Linked DNA regions of Mus musculus: region 2 is linked to region 1. Evidence: chromatin contacts called from public HiChIP or PLAC-seq data. All regions are on one chromosome and are shown on one strand. The core of a region is the stretch at or near the end of the contact, and the rest is flanking DNA. Distances in the headings are between cores, read along the strand shown.

What was found. HiChIP or PLAC-seq counts read pairs in DNA pulled down with a chosen protein or histone mark.
Region 2: an H3K27ac HiChIP or PLAC-seq map of embryonic stem cells shows a contact between it and region 1, with 14 read pairs. The contact joins the promoter of Sfmbt2 here to the enhancer-like site in region 1. A contact is called at or near these places in 1 of 39 promoter capture datasets (macrophages), 3 of 484 Hi-C or Micro-C datasets (CD4 T cells and embryonic stem cells), 7 of 115 datasets of contacts at active chromatin or transcription factors (CD8 T cells, effector CD8 T cells, embryonic stem cells and 1 more) and 2 of 9 other capture datasets (adipose tissue and pancreatic islet).

What each region holds. Positions count from the first base shown.
Region 1 is chr2:10,331,503-10,338,073 of GRCm38.p6, forward strand. The region is part of intron 3 of Gm13261 (a long non-coding RNA gene); the gene reads right to left. Among named protein-coding and RNA genes, the nearest start is that of Gm39758, 15 kb to the left of the region's middle. Within about 2 kb of position 2,954, at least 3 of the 459 cell types and tissues checked have an H3K27ac peak or open chromatin away from gene starts, as enhancers often do. A contact at or near this core is called in embryonic stem cells, where this site is marked.
Region 2 is chr2:10,367,677-10,374,247 of GRCm38.p6, forward strand. Sfmbt2 (Scm-like with four mbt domains 2) reads left to right here and starts at 2,775. Exons shown (of 23, transcript NM_001198808.1): 1 at 2,775-2,876.

The DNA.
Region 1 (6,571 bases), core at 1,704-4,203:
CTAATATTGCATCAAATACAGTCAACTAACATCTCCTGGTTGACAATTGGCTTTTTCAAAGGATAAAGTATTTGGATGGAATTTTGAAGGCTAAATGGGATTTTAATAGAAGGCTAAGGGAGAAAAAACATTCCAGAAGAGGGAGCAGTGTGTATAAAGGCTGAAGGCCAGGAAGCATAGAATAAGGCTTGGAATGAGGGATGAAGCTAAGGGTCCAGGCTGAGGCCAGGGCACAGGTGCATGCGAGACTCACAGGGAGGTAGCATGGTCAGATTTGTGCCTCTGAAAATTCCTTGGGGACAGTGAGTATGTGAATGGACTGGAACAGTGGATCGAGCTGCCATAGGGATCAGTTGGTGTTACCTCAGTGAAGAGCGTGAGGCCCGAACTCTGAAGAGTCTATATCTCAACACCAACATTTTAATTTAATGTACAGGAGAGTAGCTCTTAGCCCGGAGTCACTGCAGCCTGGCCAGTGCTATGTTTAGTTCCTAGTCATGCAAACATTTATAAACATTTCTCTTAGAATGTAAATTAAACATGATTCTTGCAAAGATACACTTGAATTAGAGGAATAATTTCTTTTTGATTAGTTTAAGTTAGCACATAAGACAAGGGATTTTATTATGATAGTTTTGTGTGTTTTTAATCCCCCTCATCTACATTCTCCTCCTGATTGCCCTCTTCTTGATAGCTCCATTCCTGCCTCTCAAAAACACCCTGTGCCTGTCCTAGCATCTGAATAACATTACCCTCTGTCTCGGCTCCCCCTCTTTTAAGACCCCATCTTTCCTGTTATGGTGCCTGGAAGGGTTTTGTGCGCATCTGCGCATGCGCACACATCCCTCCTTCCCTCCCCCCCCGCCGCCTCCCCAGGAAGAGCGCATGAGAAGAAACCTGTGCAGTTTGTTTTTCAGGGTCTCATCAATTTCATTTAGCATGAAGACTTCCAGTACCACCCATTTTCCTGCAAAAGTCAAGCCTAACATTTCTTTTATCTCTCTCTTTTTTAAAAAGATTTATTTCTTTCGTGTATGTGGGTACACTGTCTCTGTCTTCAGACACACCAGAAGAGCGCATAGGGTTCCATTACAAATGGTTGTGAGCCACCGTGGGGTTGCTGGGAATTGAACTCAGGACCCCTGGAAGAGCTTGTAACCGCTGAGCCATCTCTGCAGCCCCTAACATTTCTTTACACCAAATAAAATTCTGTCGTGTGTGTGTGTGTGTGTGTGTGTGTGTGTGTGTGTGCGCGCGCACATTTTCTTCTCCCTTTCATCTGCGGCTGGACACCTTGGCTGGCTCGCTTCTTTAGCTGTGACTAGTGCAGCAATAAACACAGGTGGGTAAGTGGTTCTGTGATAGGAATTAAAGCCCCTGGGTAAACACCTGAGGGTGGTAGGGCTGGGTCATCTGGAAATTATACTTTTAGCTGTGTAGGGAAATTTGACGAGTGCCCATAGCGACTATATCAGCTCTACTCTTCTCAGCACCACATGAAGGTTTCTTTTCCCTCACATCCTCACCAACGCTTGCTGTCCTTTGTTATCTTCCTGTCAGCTGTTCTGGCCAAGATAAAAAAGACAGAAGCCCGAGTGAAAGTGTGTGTGTGTGGGGGGGGGGGGGGTGTCTGTGGATAAAGCTGGCAGTGTTCATGCAGAAGACCCGAGTTTGAGTCCCAGTCCCCACAGCTGACAACTGCCTGAAACTCAGACGCAAGTGGGCGTCTGATCTCTCCAGCCTCCAAGGGTTTCCAACCTATTCATGTATCTGTTCATTTAGACAGGGACACACAAACCTACCCAGAATCAAAAACAAAATAAATCTAAAATAAGAAAAAAAAAAAAAGCACACAAGATCAGAAAAGTTTTTGTTCTTAACACCCTCAAAGTAGTCTTAATTTGTGTTTGGCAGGGGGCTAAGGATACGAATGTCTTTCCCAGGTAGTACTGGTCGCTTGTGTTTCTTTTGACAACTATCTCTTTACTTCCTTAGACATTCTGTTGATTTTGGTTTTTGTGTTTAATTTTTGCCATTCTCTAATCATCTAGCTATCTATCCCTCCTGGATGCACAAGAGCACATGGCATACTTCTGTAGGCTGCCTCTGAGCTGGGGACTGCTTTCCCTGGTGTGCCATCTGCTGGGATTCATGTAATTCCATTCACCAATTCTTGGGATTATTTCTTATGCCGTTGGAGTCCTTTATATAAAGACTTTGCCTGTGCTTATATCTTGACATATTTCCCCTTTGTCGTTTTTTCCAGAAGTTTCCACTATTCCTGCCTTATGTTAATATTGTTGACCCATCCTAAACTTACTTTTGTCTGGAGTAAAAGACATAAACATAATTTCATCCTTCTTAGTGTGGATATCTGCACCCCCAACATCATTTATTGAAGAAGTTGTCTTTTTTTTTTAAATTTGGTATATATATATATATATATATTTTTTTTTTTTTTTTTGTTAAAAATTAGGCAGAAGTAGCTGGGTGGGTTTGTTTCTGGACCATTCTCCTCCATTGATGTCCATTTTTATTTTTGTGTTTCTCTCAGAGCTATATTTGTCACTGTGGTTCCGTAATGCCATTTCACGCGCTGTATGGTGGGGCCCCAACGCTGTTCCTCCCATGTGAATCCTCCTCTTCCCACCCCTTTCCTTTCCTCCTTTTAAATGATGCTTGAGTGTGATAGCTACCCATGCTTTAGTTGCCATAGTCTTGAAGGCAGTCAACTTGACGGTAAAGCTGATACGGAGAAGAGAAAGAGTCAAAATAAACAGAGAAGAGGGATCTTAATTGTGTATTGAGCTATGGGGTGTGAATGAAAGGAAGTCTATTTTTATGCTGATCTTAATGTTTTTAGGGTGGGGCCAAAAGCAAAAACACTGCTTCCAAAGTAAGAGAGGGGCATGCCATTGCTGCAAGGTGGCCGGCAGGGGACACCTCCTACAGTGCGTTTCTTGTAACAGCCAATCTACTATTTGTTGAAAGAATCTACAGATGAAAGCTAACTGCCCAGGGGATAGTTAATTAGAATTGTAGCCATTTAGAAAAGATCTCCTTTTGGCTTCGAGTGCTCACGTCGGTGAGCGGTTCTTTATTGTTCCTTTCTTTGTTACATGCCTGTTTTCCTCAATTATGTCTGTCTATATTACAAATTGGTATGATCTCATCAAAGGCAACATCAGCCTTCTCTAATCGTTTACAAACCAGTGGGTAGTACTGCATTCTTTCAGAAGAGCGCGTGCAAAAGTCTAACTGAAAGCTAGTTTGTGCGCATGAAGGAAATGGTTTACCTAGACATTCACAATCCCAGGAGGAGACAGGGTGTTCTTCTTTGTGTCAACTTCTCTGGGCTTCAGTACATATGTGAGCAATTAAAACACAAATTAATATTTGGAAAATTTATCTAAGCATCTAGTAGTCACAAATATAAAGCTGAAAAAAATTGTAAGTGAGAAATCTCTCTCTTAGAGGAATTATACCCATGACTTTCTGGTTGCAAAGCCTAGAGGTTTCCCCCTAATTTATTGTGGAGATTTGTTATTACAAAGTGAAAAATGAAAAAAAGTAGAGGATTTTGGAAAATATATCAGCGACTGGAGAGCCAGTGCTAGAGAAAACCAAAGAACAATGGTTTCTTATCAGGGAGGACACAGTACTAATATTCATGACCCAACAGGAACTCTGGGGACCACAGTCTTTTTGTGCCTTCAGAGTCGGACATCTGCCATGCTTTCCTTATGATGGCCGCACTTGTAACTGTTCTTTTGTATCTGCCCTGTCCATCTGTGTCTCTGAGAGGTGGTTTTACTGTGGTACAATTCTGGGTTGATAGTGATTTTTCTTTTCCCCCTTCAAAGTTACCATTTCATTGTCTTCTGGTTTACATCATTGATGAGGACTCCATTATCATTTTGATTGCTAACCCCATGACTCCTGTGATTGTCAATCTTTCCCTGCACTATGTCCTAGTTGGGCAAGTCAACCTGTGTTCAAGTTTGCTAATGCTCTCATCTAAAGCTTGTCAAGGGACTGTTAATAGCATCTGGTATGTTTAAAGTATTGTGTTTTAGGGTCTGGAAATCTTTCTTCCGTATTCTCAAATACTTTTATCTTTCCCCATTATATCTAAAATTCCCTTACATTTTTTGAAATTGTTATTATAATTGTTCTAAAATTAGTGCAGTAGATTCCAATTACTGGACCTAACCATGTTTCTGTTCATACTGACTTATGTTTTTTTATTATCATTGTGTTAAGAACAGCTCTGCAATACCTAGATCAGAAACTCTTCTCAGGAGAGAAAAACTGCCCCCATTGTCTGTTTCCCCCATTGGAAAGCTCATTTTAATGAAATGAGGCTCAGTAGGTCTTCATCTATTTCTTACTTTTTGTTTGCTATTTGTGAAAATACTGTTATTTGCTTGATATTTTGGAGTTTTTCAAGGGAAACAAAAACCTTTTGTGCTGTTTTGAAGTTGATGTTTGAGCCAATAATTCAAATTTTCAAAATTCAAAATGTCATTAGGAGAAAAATATAGGGGGATTTGTTATATAATCTTGAATCAGAGGAACTCTTTCTCACACAAGACTTAACCTCAGATCTTTAAAACCCATTGGGAAAGGTTTTACTCTCTCTTTTCCTTTGTCTCTATAGATTTTCTATACATATCTTAAATTAATACTGTGAGCTATACCAAAAGACAAAGAAAATACTTGTATTGCATAAGAGTGGGGCATTTTGAGGGAGAGATGGCTCAGAGGTTAAGAGCACTGTCTGCTCTTCCAGAGGTCCTGAGTTCAATTCCCGGCAACCACATGGTGGCTCACAACCATCTGTAATAGGATCTGATGCCATCTTCTGGTGTGTCTGAAGACAGCTACAGTGTACTTAAGTACATAAAATAAATAAGTCTTTAGAAAGTGGGGGATTTTTTTTATTTAGTATAAAGATCAAAAGGATGGGAATTTTTTTATATAAGAAATAAAACAAAAATTGGGCAGTGGAAAAAACCCCCACTATAAGGAAAGTTTCACAGGAGGAGTGTTCCTCTCTTACTGCATCCTCACCAGCAGGTGCTTTCACCTGAGTTTTTGATCTTAGCCATTCTGACTGGTGTAAGATGTAATCTCAGGGTCGTTTTGATTCTCATTTCCCTGATGACTAAGGATGTTAAACATTTATTTAAGTGCTTCTCAGCCATTCGGGATTCTCTGTTTAGCGCTGTATCCCATTTTTAAATTGGGTTATTTGGTTTTATGGAGTCTCACTTCTTGAGTTCTTTAAATATTTTGGATACTATCTCTCTATTGGATGTGGGGGTAGTGAAGATTTTTTTTCCCAATCTGTAGGTTGCTGTTTTGTCCCATTGGCAGTGTCCTTTGCCTGATAGAAGTTTATCAGTTTCATGAGATCCCATTTATCAATAGTTGATCTTAGAGCCTAAGCCATTGGTGTCCTGTTCAGGAAATGTGCCCCTGTGCCAATGCATTGAAGTTATTTCCCACTTTCTCTTCTATCTGGTTTTATACAGAGGCCCTAGATCCACTTGGACTTGAGCTTGTGTGAGGTGATAAAATTCCGACTGCCAGTTAGACCAGCATCATTTGTTAAAGATGCTTTCTTTTTTCCACTGTATGTTTTTGGCTTCTTTGTCAAAGATCAAGTGTCCATACATAGGTGCTCCACTTTGTTCATAGCAGCCTTTTTCATAATATGCAGAAACTTGAATCAACCCAGATGTCCCTCAACTGAAGGATGGATACAGAAAATGTGGTTCATTTACACAATGGAAATCTATTCAGCTATTAAAAATGAGAACATCATGAATTTTGCAGGCAAATGGATGGAACTAAAAAATATCATCCTGAGTGAGGTAACTCAGACCCAAAAGGACTTGCATGGTGAGTACTCACTGAGAAGTGAATATTAGCCAAAAAGTACAGAATACCCAGGATACAATTCACAGACTATAAGAAGTTTAACAAGGAGGAAGTCCCAAGTAAGAATGCTTCAATTTCACTCAGAAGTGGCGATAAAATAATCATGGGAGGCAGAAATAGGAAGAGATCTGGGTGGGAGAGGGGAGGGGAAAGGGGGAAGGATCAGGTATAAGGGGAGACAGGAGATACGCTTAGAGGGTCAAGAGAATGGATAGGGATATGCAGCTGCTGGAGTAGGAGGTGGGGGGGGGGCGATCTCCAGAAAGTCCCAGAGAGCTGGGATGTGACAGGCTCTCAGGAGTCAATGGGGGGGGGGGTGACCTTAGCCAGCATGCCCAACAGTGGGGAGATCTGAAAAGACCACCTCAAGTAGATAGGCCAGACCCCCAGGGCAGGGATATAAAAGTCACCAATCCACCTTCAAAATGTTTGAGCCAGAATTATTCCTGTCTAAAATAAATACAGGGACAAAAATGTAGCAAAGACTAAAGGAAAGGACATCCAGTGACAGACCCAATTTTGGATCCATCCCATGGACAGGCACCAAACCCTGGCACTATTCCTGATGCTATGTTGTGCTTGCAGACAGGAGCCTAGTATGGCTGTCCTCTGAGAGGCTCTGCCT
Region 2 (6,571 bases), core at 1,525-4,024, 36 kb after region 1:
TCTCTCTCTCTCTCTCTCTCTCTCTCTCTCTCTCTCCCTCCCTCCCTCCCTCCCTCCCTCCCTTCCTTCCCCCTTTTTCTTTTTTTAAAAACTCTTGTCAAAGGAAACAGAAATGTCTCCCCCCCCCCCCCCCCAAGACAGGGTTTCTCTGTATAGCCCTGGCTGTCCTAGAACTCACTCTGTTAACCAGGCTGGCCTCAAACTCAGAAATCCGCCTGTCTCTGCCTCCGGAGTGCTGGGATTAAAGGTGTGCGCCACCATACCCGGTTCAGAAATGTCTTGAAATCACACAAGTAGCCATAGCAGTAAGGAATCTCTAAAATTTCTACAAATATATGAGATTATATGCAAATATATGAGGTGGTTATATTTTGTGGACATCACTATAATGAATGCATTAATAATTCTTTATCTATGTGAGGATGCTCTCTGTCTCCAGGTATTTTTCAAAAATCACCTTCATGACTGGTACTCTCACCTCACCCCTGGACATGCTAGAGGCAAGGTAAAACTTACACAGTCATGGTAACAATAGGAGGGAAGTCCAGAAAGAAAGACATATGATCCAAAGAATAACTTCCCAGGATAGTCAGGTGAAGAAGAGCCTATAGATCTGTTCACTTGATTTTTCTTTTCTCTCTTTCTGTGGCCCCGGAGTTTATGCTTTGCCCAACTGTGTGGAACTGGTAGTGATAGTGTCAGAATATTACAGAAAGCAATTTGTGGCTATGGGGTAAAGCAGACCACTAGATAATCTTTGGAGTCATAAAAGACTTTTAGGAACATCCAACCCTAACCCGGTGTGTTTATTTTAACTACAGGGGGAAACGCAGTTAGAGAGAGAAGCCGCTGGACTCCCAGAGGTAACACAGATAAGTAATGATAAAGCAGGGACCAAGGTCTCTTGATTCCTAGTACTTTGGCCAAGAACTGTAATGTTGACAAAGGACTGAAAAAGGAGAGAGAGAGAGAGAGAGAGAAAGAGAGAGAGAGAGAGAGAGAGAGAGAGAGAGAGAGAGAGAGAGAGAGAGAGAGAGAGAGAGAAGAGGAGAGAATGTAGACTTGGTGAGTTAGAAGGCTAATAGAGTGTTCTCTTATGTGGTCTAAGAGGAAACAAGTTTTGGGGTAAAGGTCCTTGGAAAGAGAAGATTGCACACATTTGTCAAATATTGGTTTTGGCTGTTAGCTCTCCTGCTTGTATGTAAGCTTCCATGACCTGCATCTTTAAGAAATATTTAGATACAAAGAGTCTGTGGAAAGTGGATTCTTCCTTGCTTTTGAAGGAAATGAGCATGTAAAAAAAAATGACTACATGCGGCTCAACAAATACACAACACTTATTTATTACTTATAACGCAACAAGATTTAAACCACTACATGCCTCTAATATAAATATAAACACACAGTTTTTTTTTTTAACCTTGTAAGTTCTCATGACATGATTCTTAGGAATTTACAGAATATAAAGGAGAAACTTTTCCTCTGTGAACTTTTCTAATTTTTTTCTGTGACATTAGAGAAATGGAAGAGCATATACATATCTTACAGTTAACAAAACTAATTTAATTACTTTTTAACACAGTGGTGAAATGAATGGCTTAGCCAGAATTTAGGAATGCAAGAGCATATATAGTCAGTGCTATCAGAGACTTATTTGAAGGGAGATTTTTCAGAAAGTGTTAATTATTTTTTAGTGAATCACTTAGTACTATTAATCGTGAGACTGAACATGACTTCTCCTGAGTTGGAGTGCATTTTGTCTTTGGAAAGGCAGTCTCTGCTTTCTCTACTTCTTTATTTCTTGGCAGTGGTTACTGTTTTATTGATTTGGAGTGGGTCCCGCATTTGGAGTCACACATCCCTAAAGGGTCTGGTTGTGAAATGAAAGTGGAAATTAGACGGCATTGGAACGGGACGAAGGAGTACCTTTAACTTCGGAGGGAACCTGCTAGCCACTTTTCATTGCCTTTTGGGTGCCCTGGGATAAAAGTGGGAGGTGGGTTAAAAAGAAACAAAAAACAAAACAACAACAGCAGCAGGAGCAACGATCACAAAGAAAAGCCAAAGGACATAAGAAAAGCCATGTGCCAAGAGTGAATTAAAAGTAAAGGATATTGAACTTGGAGACCGTTTGCTGTAGACATCATTGGAGTAATTTGTGTAAACAGTGCGGCCACTACGTGCAGTGACAGCGCAATGTTTTTTATTTCTTAATCATGACAGGTAGATAGATAAATACACAAATGAATGAATGAATGAATGGGTGGGTGGAACTCCGCGCCATTTGCTATAGATCCTTGGGCAGAATTACATAATGTGGGTCTGAATATCAACCATATAGAGATTGCTTAATTACTTTGTCGAATCAGGTAAGATAATCAGGTGTGTGTTTAAAAATTTTGATGGAACAACGTTCAGTGGGCAATCGTAACTTTAAACCAGGAAATAGACCCGCAACCCTTACCGCGTTGGTAGGTTACAACTCAAGCCTCGTGGCTGGTGGACTGATAAAATTCTATTTCCTTCCAAAGGGGAGCTGCCCGGAAGTCCTGGTAGGGAAGCTGGGAGCTAGGTGGGCGGTCTAGGACGCACAAAGGAGTTCTGCTGCCTAAGGCGTCCAACGCAACCACAACCTGAGGCTTTGGAGAGTTGGGTTGGACAACCTAGTGTGAGTTGAGAGCTATTCCGGTCTAAGAGTGCTTTGCGCTTGGTTATTGGGGGGAGGAGGGAGGGAAGGGGGAAGGACAGGACCCTGACCACTCCCCTGGACGGAAGCGCAGGTTGGGTCTTGTGGGTCTAAGCCTCTAAAGGTGACTTTGAGCCTCTTTCCCACCTCTTTCTGAAGGATCAGCTGCGAGTTGAAGGAGTGAGAAGAGGTAAGTTGGGACTTTGAGACCTAAACCTGGACATACACTCTGGAATCCTCGGATTCTTCACCTGAGACCACCTTGGGTTAATAAAAGAAGCAGTTGCGGGTGTAGATGGGATGAATAATGTTCAGGGACGGGATTAATTTATTTTTGAGAAGTTTCTGCCGTCAGGAGTCTCCGACCTTAAGGATGATGAGCTCAAAAAATACATTGGTGTTCCTAAGAGTTGGACACCGGGAAGCTAGCTTCGGGAGTGGCAAACTCCGGCGGGTGATAAAAGTGTGAACCTCAGAGAATACTGATAAGCGAATGACTGGGGCCTTCAGGGTCTTAGATGGCTCTGTACTAAACGGAGGTGTATGGGCAAGGCGAGACGCTTTAGAGCTAAAGAATTCTCTAAAATGTGAAGGAAATATTCTCAGACTGGCAGGGCTCAGTCTTTTGTAACTTCCACCACGCTTTCCGAATCTCTGACTTTCGCCCACCATTCCCTCCCACCCCCCACCCCTGAGGCCCAATAATGGCGAGAGCCATTTCTGCGCTTCTCCCTTCTAGATTCTTCCAGATGACCTAAAGCCTCATAGTTGGTGATGTCTCCCGCGCAAAGTTAGCCTCTGGCCCCGTCACTCTATTGGCGGTTCCTAGCCCTCACCACTCCCTAGGGAACCACGTGTGGGAATTTCGCTGGGATGTTAGGATCAGGGAGGGTGACTAAAAATCTCAGTATGTAGTTGTTTTTTCGGAGAGTGGTGTAAGGGATAGGTGGGCAATAGAAGACTACGGAGTGGAAGATTTTTTTTTTTTTTTGAAGTCGGGGTTGTAAAGGCAAAGACCTTGAGCAATTGTGTCTTCTGTTTCCTAGTCGATAGAACCAGCTCTATATTCGCTCTACTGCTTCCCAGCTTCATAAACGGTGAGTTTTGTCTACCTGGGCATCTCCAGCTTTTCTGTATAGGGGACATTTCGTTTGTGTTCCGTACCACCATTGCGCCCAAGGCCCGGGAAGCTCATTAGCCCTTGCGCCACGCCCGTGAAAAAGTGCGGGTAGACCCCGCAGATCAGATTGGGCGGATCTTCCGCTCCATTCCTATAGATCATGAAGGACCTGGTTTTTCTTGATATGGGCCAGGGAAACCCCACCCTACGGGAACCTGTCCTGGCCAGGTGTCCCACCAGAAGCCCAGCGAGCTTCGTCACTCGCATTCCTGTAGATTGCAGCTGGTAGATCCCCGGCAGTCCAAACTTAACTCCCAGCATTTTTGGGTGTGGTACGGGCCCAAAGAAAACCTCTTCTTCTCTCCCCCAAGAACAGATTTTTTTTTTTTTGAGAGTCTTCATATAAAAGCACAATTAAAGTACAGGGTGGGGTAGACCAGACGGGACCTTCGATTTTGTTTTTAGGGTCCCCCATTCTCCTCACTTCAAAAACTCTTGGACGGGTAAAGCACGAGATTATGCTCTAGGTAGACCAGGGGATTGCAAACCTAGAAAACAAACAACAGCTGAGAAATTGGGGTGTGAGTCCAGTTGTCGGGGCAAATGGGTGTTCGGGTACGCTTGCGGTGTGAACTTTCTACGGATCACTTGTGGAGGGAGTTGAAGGAAAGGAGGGAAGGGAACCGCCCCAGGGGTCCTCGTGGCGAGGTCCGTGCTCACTGGGGGAGGTGTCTACCTATGCCTGGGCGGGGGGAGGGGGGAGAGGCGGGGGGAGGCGGGGGGGGGCGGTGGGCGGGGGGAGAGTGTCACCTTGTGGGCGGGAGAAGGAGTCTACCACGAAGAGCAGGCTAATTGGCTCGAGACATTTTGCGAGCATTGGAAAAAGGTCGTTGAAGGAGTTCGCTCTACAGAGAAAGAGAGAAATCTTAAAAAAGAGTGCCGGGCATGCGCATAGAGAGGATGCCATATTGGAATGAGGCTGTAGTGGGAGCTGGAGGACCCGAGCGGGCGCGCTAGGGAGGCGGCGGGTAGAGAGCGAGCGAGCAAGAGAGGGCGGGTGAGCCGGACCCGCGCCCACTCCGGTCGCCCCCGGGGGCCAGGTTCCACCATTCCTGGCAGGACAAACTTAATCAGGTAGGACGCCGCCCCAGACACGGTCCCCTCGTCCAACCCGGCCCGCGAGCAGATCTCTGGCCCGCAGGTTGAGTGTGCCGAAAGGCGTCTTTTTTTTTTTTTTTTTTTTTTTCCCAGTTTAGTTTTTTTTTTTTAAAGAAGGAAGCTCGAGCCAGTCTGGGTGGAGGGGGGAGGCGGGGGGTTGGGGAGGAAGGAGGAGAAAAACCGAAGCGCAGAGGCTGGAGAGGAAATGAGAAGCACTTGAGCGAAGCCTCTAACTCCTCTCTGCGCTCTGGGTTGTCATTTTTTCTCATTCCCCACCCCCTTCCCCCCGACTCCCGGCTCTGAAAAGCCAGGCCTTGCGGGAGTCTGTCCGGAGTTGCAAAGTGACCTCGTCCTCCTCCGGGTGCAGTCTGTTCCCTCCCCGCCGCCCACCTTCCTCGTTTATGCACTCGCTTTAGCGGCGCAGCCTCCTCTGCCACCTACCCCGGGTTCCCGCGTCTCCTCGGAGCCGGGGTCTCCCTCTTTTGGTGTGCATTGGGGGGGGGGGGGGGCTAGGAGGTTGTAGAGAGGAAAGTGATGGCGTGGAGAGAATTGGAAAGCAGCAAGGGTGGGGTAGGGGCTGTTCCCAAAAATCGCGCAGACGTTTGGAATCGCCGGATTGGAAACATTTGCCTTGTGCAGCGGAATTGAAATTGTCAATAGTAGTTTCGGAGCGAGCTCTAGCAAGGACGACCTTTTTGTTCATTTTTATCACCCTTTGAAGTAATATCCTGTCACTTGGGGCTTTCTTGTGTACACTCATCCTGCCCCTTTTCAGAATGTCTAACAGGATCGAGCTCTGGAGTTTATTTATTTATTTTTATGTGCGTGTGTCTTGGTGAAATCCTCTTTAAAAAAAAAAAGCAACGGCAGGAACTGCTGGATGTGTTGTTTTTTTTTTTTTTTTAAATTTTTACCTGGAGCGGCTGAACGGGATTAGGCTGGGAAAGGGAGAACATTTGAGGGGTGGGAAGCGATTGGTTTTCTGTGGCCGGACACAGGTCCCCAGCCCAGTCAATACTTGTGTTTTCTTGGAAGCGCTACAGCAGCGGGGAAGGAGTCTTTAGACACCGTGCCAGTTCCAATATGGCGGGCTAAGGTGGCTTTTAAAAACTGAAAATAAAGGTTTTGAGGTGGGAAAAAACCCAACTGAAGTGGCCACGCCTTAGTTTCTACTCTCTTTGGTTACTCCAGGAGCTGCTTTAGCGAATTAAATAGGAAAAAAGAGGTGGGGCGAGGTATTCCAGTTTTTTCCGTGGTTTATCTGTACGAAGTCCATTGCTAGAGGATCTAGGGTGGAGGGTTGCCTCGGGCCAGAACGAGGGTATCCAAGCGCAACTGCCTGGTGTGTGTGCTTGTGGGGTCGTGTACAAACTCTGCACGTGCAGTCGGTCGCTAGGGTGTGTTTAAAGAAGCCCCCTCCCCCACGCCAACGTGCGTACGAGTCTCGGAACCAGACTCTGCCACGATCTGACGTGACAAACTGCTGACACGAGGTGCATCATCCACGAGGGCAGAGGGAATGATTAATTTCCCTTTTCTAGGGGACGTGTTTTCTTTCTTCCTCAGCGTTGAATCCTGCGTGGAATGGGCGGAGCGAGTAGGTGCTT